Linked DNA regions of Triticum aestivum: region 1 is linked to region 2. A link is a contact called in public Hi-C data. All regions are on one chromosome and are shown on one strand. The core of a region is the stretch at or near the end of the contact, and the rest is flanking DNA. Distances in the headings are between cores, read along the strand shown.

Evidence for each region. Hi-C and Micro-C count contacts between places; a contact is called where the count stands out from the background.
Region 1: a Hi-C map of leaf shows a contact between it and region 2, with 4 times the contacts expected there. The contact joins the promoter of LOC123042067 here to the promoter of LOC123042065 in region 2. A contact is called at or near these places in 2 of 5 Hi-C or Micro-C datasets (both in leaf).

What each region holds. Positions count from the first base shown.
Region 1 is chr2B:681,700,556-681,703,255 of IWGSC CS RefSeq v2.1, reverse strand. LOC123042067 (histidine-rich glycoprotein) reads right to left here and starts at 1,442. Exons shown (of 2, transcript XM_044464592.1): 1 at 1,189-1,442; 2 at 364-1,088. The coding sequence starts at 1,337. The coding sequence ends at 803.
Region 2 is chr2B:681,235,329-681,238,136 of IWGSC CS RefSeq v2.1, reverse strand. It overlaps LOC123042065 (FCS-Like Zinc finger 2), which reads right to left and starts at 1,393. Exons shown (of 1, transcript XM_044464591.1): 1 at 632-1,393. The coding sequence starts at 1,288. The coding sequence ends at 998.

The sequences.
Region 1 (2,700 bases), core at 193-2,692, 470 kb before region 2:
CCGGCATAGTTTATGCCGCTGAGTGACTCCATTGGCCGTCCAATTTTGATTCGTCTCGGAGTATTGGGATACTTGATTACAGAACTAATCTTTCATAGTGAATCGAGATCGCCTTGGTCCGCAAGTATGCGCACTAAAATATGTCTCACGTCGCCATCCTTGGCGATGCGATGACACTGTCAAATCCACTCCGGAATCGGCGCTGCTACAGAAACAGTGAGCAAGAAGCTCTGAACCTTCGATGCATCACCACTCTGAACTCTGAACCTGACTATTATGTTCGGTTTTTCCTACATGCTAGTAGTATCATGCAGCCACACTTTCTCTGTCTCGTTGCACTTCCATTCAGGGTTCAGGAACGTGTACAAGAAAACACATATATTGATCAAAGTAACAACAAGATTTACATCTAGAGCGTTTGGTACGGAAAATCAATCCCATTCCACAAAAGCAGAACAAACAGCCAAGTTAATCTGGGGCGAGAAAGATGGAGAGGGAGCCCATGCATTGCATTGCATGCAACAATGGCTCGCACTCTCGTGGCTCTAAAGTTCTAACCTCGATCGGGACACACTATTTGTGAAAAAACCTCCATGTCCAGCCGCCCGTGGAACAACGGGACCCTCGATCAGGCGTGTACGTACGTACACCACTAGTATATGCAACCGGTCCCTAAACCCGTATGCTGGCGCGTGTAGTCGTAGACGTATGAGTACGTGTACGTATATGTCCGTCGTCCTGTACTGTACGTACGTGTGCCAGACTGAGGTCGCCGAAGATCGGGTGCGGTTTGATGGGAGCGTCACACGCGCAACGCGGGGCTCCTCGCGGCGAACCCGGCGTCGGCCCACGGGGCGGAGCCCACCATGGCCGTCCGCGGCTCCGGCGGCGGCTGATGCGGCTGGTGCTGGTGCTGGTGCTGACGGTGATGATGATGGTGGTGGTGGTGGTGGTGGTGGTGCCGGTGCTGCTCCTTCCGCGCCGCCGACACCGCGTGCGCCGCCGCGTGCTTCTTCCGCCGGTGCCTCGCCCTGTCCACCTCGATCTGCTGATGCCTGCACTCCTCGCTGCAGAACGGCGTGTCACCCCTGCACAACACACGTACGTAGTCACGTATCCAGAGTCCCAGACAAGATGGTCGCATAATCGCATTGCAGCTGGGACTGAACGCCTGGCCGATTGACGGACCTGTACATGAAGATGTCGCCGGAGAGGGACTTGCCGCAGAGGGAGCACTCCTCGAGGTAGTGGTGGCCGTGGCCGTCCGCCTCGTGGACGTAGTACAAGGGCGATGACGGCGGCTTCATCGTGCTCATGGCGCCGGCCCCCTTCATCATGCTGCCTGCGGCGGCGAACAGCCTTAGAATTGGGAGCAATGCCGCCTTGACATGGCACTAAATGTCAAGGAGGCTCGGCTGGCTTGCCGTCTTCCGGGGGGTGTGCACAAATAGGGCACGGCCCAGCTCCATTTTTAGCCTCCGACGAACGTTGAGAGGCTGCTAATTCACACCGGAGGAGAGCAGTGCCATGAATAGAAGCCAAAGGCAAGGAACCGGAGCTTTACATTTTTTTGTTTTTGGTCTGATGGAAACGGTCCTGAACGATCGATTCTGCACCAAGAACCACTCTCTGCATCGACCTTTGCACATGGTAAATCGCAGAGAAATGAATCGGATAATACTTCTCCATTGGTACAGTATTCTTACTCTTAACAGCCATTTGCTGTTTAGATTGTACAAGATGCTTCATAACTTGGGTTCGATAAACATGATCCATCATCCATGTGTTTACCACTGTATCCAGCGGACATGTGCTGAAATAGTCTGCACCCATTGACGCACTGCACTGGACTGAATACGGTCTTGCTTGGACCAATTCAGATGCAATATGATAGCAAGGAAATGACAGCACCTCCCATATTATTTGTTTTGTTTTCCTGCGAAGTTGCACCTAAATTATGCAACCCGTGTACATATGTCATCGGGGGTCATTGTCTTAACAGCGCGGAATGAGCACATCCCTCCCGCCCCCGTGGGAGAAAAAAGAGAGCACCAGCTCTTGTCGCCTTCGCAGGCGTCCTTTTAGCTCAGAGCACGACAAGAGCGTCCGTCGTCGTCGAAAGCGGCCCGCCATTAAAACCATTGTAAGCAAGCACCCGGTTTACCGTTCAAATCTCTCGTCTTCGCCGTCGTCGTCCTCATCCTCCTCCTTGAAGAAAACAACACTCCAGGCCAGTCCAACGCCGAGACATTAACCTCTGGCACAGTGACACGCCGTAGCATCTGGTTCACGGCGACCAACGCCGAGACATTAACCGGTGCCACAGCAACACGCCGTGATAGAATCTCGTCCACCGTAACCAACAGCTGCTAGAACGGTCATGGAACTTTTCTAGCGTCACATGGCGGCGACTAGACGGAGCTTCGATCGCAGAGCACCACGGCGTGCGCATGGGTGCGATCCGGCCACGTGCGGGGCTCCGGCCGGTGCCCCCCGAACCACCGGCACCCGAGATGCCTTTGGCGAGCCGGTTCCTCCCGGCCGAAGGCAAAACGACCCGACGCCTCGTGCGTCATGGCCTCCGTTCGTAGGTGGCCGTAACGTGGCGAGGGAATCCGAGAGCTTTCCCCCTAATGAAGCCTTGAATAAGCTTGTTTAAGGCCTAGATTTGCCTAAACGATTCTCCGCTGCACATGCACT
Region 2 (2,808 bases), core at 144-2,643:
AATAGGATATAGGAATATGATTTCTGGTGAAAACATAACTTTTGTTTCTGCTCCATGCGTTTACTAACAGCACGTGAATTGGTCGTCAGAAAATGGAGTTAAATCCCTATCATCTTGATCTGGCGGAACAAGGAAAATCGTTAAATCATCTCATTAATAACAAAACAAAATAATGTGAATGCATAGCGAGTCACAAAATAATCTCGAGGAAAATCATTATAACAACATCAACACAAAGTGAAGTGAATGCTTAACGAATCTTTTTCATGTCCTTTTTCACCTTTTGCCGTAGCGTGCACTAACATAACTAAGTTGGAATCTTCCCAAAATCTTGTGCAAGTCCATCCCCTGTCTACATGATTAACAGGGGAATTTTAAACGGCCGTTTAATTCATAACGAAGCCACATCATCCTCTGTCTTCAGATTAACAGAGGAATTCTCATGTACATTTGGTTCGTAAAGAAGCCACTCCCTCCGATCCGACGACAATTATTATGGATGAAGGGAATACATAGTTTCGTTCAAGCAGCCTGCAACCATGCTCTACAAATACTAGATTTAGGTTTAGGCATAGTTTTATCGGACCGATGAACGCTCATCAGAGATCATAAATAAAACCCAGACAAGTCATGATCTTAATTTGGGCCAAATTTTGTGTTGAAATGAGGATTTCCAAATGGTTTGGATTTACATATGTTGCTGCACTTGCACCAGCCGCGGTTCACAAGCCTCAAACAAACAAACACACACACACACACACACACACACACACACACACACACACACACACACACAGGCAAAAGGAAGCCAGGAGAAGGACGCGTCCAGTGGGCGACCAAGATGGCCGGAGCCTCAGCAAATGAACTTTGATAGGTGCTACTACTTCACTGCTTCTCCGTCTCAGGCGAGAGATAGACCGGAGAGACCAGATCGGCGATTCTTCGGATCCCGTTGATTCAATGAAGCTCTACTCTACTGGGGTACGAGCTTTGCCGGCTAGCTCGCGACGGACACCTTCCCGGACTCTTGATGCCAGCGCCGGGCATCCGATCCCGACGAGAACCGCTGCTGCCTCCGGGCGGCCTGCCTAGAGCAGATAGCGTCGAGCTGCATCTGCTCGTCGCGACACTCCTCGCTGCAGAAGGGCGTGTCCCCTCTGTACATGAAGATGTCGCTGTCGTGCGCCAGCGGCTTGGCGCAGAGCGCGCACGCGTCCAGCGCGGGCATGCCGGGCTCGCCGAGTGGCTCCGCATCAAAGAAGAAGGAGCAAGCTGCTGAAGCCGCCATTGTGGGTGTGTGTGGAGGCGAGTTGCGAGCAAAGCTGAGCAGAGCTTGGCTTTGTGGTGCTGCTTTTGGTGTTGGGAGAGGGAGACAGAGGAAGAGGGGCGCGAGCGACTTGGGTGAAGCGGAGGGGAAGGCTCGGGTATATATGGTGCGTGCGGACGGATGGCGAAAGACAGGACTGTTCTCGAGCGTGTGGCTCTAGCCATAGAGCCAGTTCCCACAAGTTTATCCTTTTTATGCCAAAAATTATCCAAATTAGCTTCCTTTCGAGTAGAAAAACTGAAATAGAGGCTGGGTTTGAGTAGATTTTGTGGTGCGAATGGTCGTGATGGTGGACTAGCTCTGTTCTCTAGACTTCTTCTCTCTCTTATTTTCTGCTGTTATTCTCTAAACTTCTTCAAGGGTAAGTGTTAAATTTGACCCTCATTTGTCCGCGGATATGTCCAGGCATGTCTGCGAACAACGGGAATTGAATCCCATCTATTCGTCCCTAGAACAGTATCCACATTTCCCAACTCCAAATTTATGCAACTCATGTGACGTAGATCATTCGACAATAAATATTGCACACAACAATTCATCAGTTAAAAAAAAGCAAACAACCTAGCAATTCAAATATGATCCATGAAAAATATTTTAATGATTCAGGCATAGTAAATGAATCAAAGATTTGTTTCCTGTGCACTTTGAGTCTTTGCGCATGGTGGTGAGCCACTTCTTGGCATCATCATCCATGAGTTACTACCGGCCAACACGATTCTCGGCTACTAGTTCTTGGTGAATCTCGTGACCCTCATCGCCTTCTTCTCAATCTCAATGCTTCCATCACCCTCTTCCTCTCAAGCTCCATATGCTTTGACGCTTTCATCTTCTCCATCTACGTCTTCTCTCACTCAGTTATCAACATCTCTCTGGTGTGCACATGGGTACATCGGATACAACCAAAAATTTCACACACGTTTATTTTTACAAATGAGTTCTATTACTAAATATATAAATTATTATTTTGTTGCTTAGGAGATAAATACAACACAATCTTTTATTTATGTAGAATTAATAGAATCGTACTCCCTCGGTTTCTAAATATAAGTCTTTTTAGAGAATTCAATAGAAACTACATACGGATGTATATAGACATATTCTAGAGTATAGATTCACTCATTTTGTTTCATATGAAGTCCCTTATTAAAATCTCTAAAGAGAACTTATATTTAGGAAATGACGGAGTATAAGCCGCGTGCCAAGATGCGAGAGGGAGACACAGAAAAAAAATGTGCACGGCATATACAAATCCATGGAGGTGCGGCACCGGTGGCAATCCACACAAGCACATCATGTATAGACAGACAACCCGAAGCAACGTAGACCCAATTCAAGTGAGCCAACCCAGAGGCGAAAAATAAGACCGATTCCTTCCTTTTATACACCTGCTTGTCTTAGGCCCCATATATATTCCACAATTCATGAGTTTTAGACTCTGGTTTTGTTTAGACATTGTTTAGCTCAGAAACAATTTGCATAGG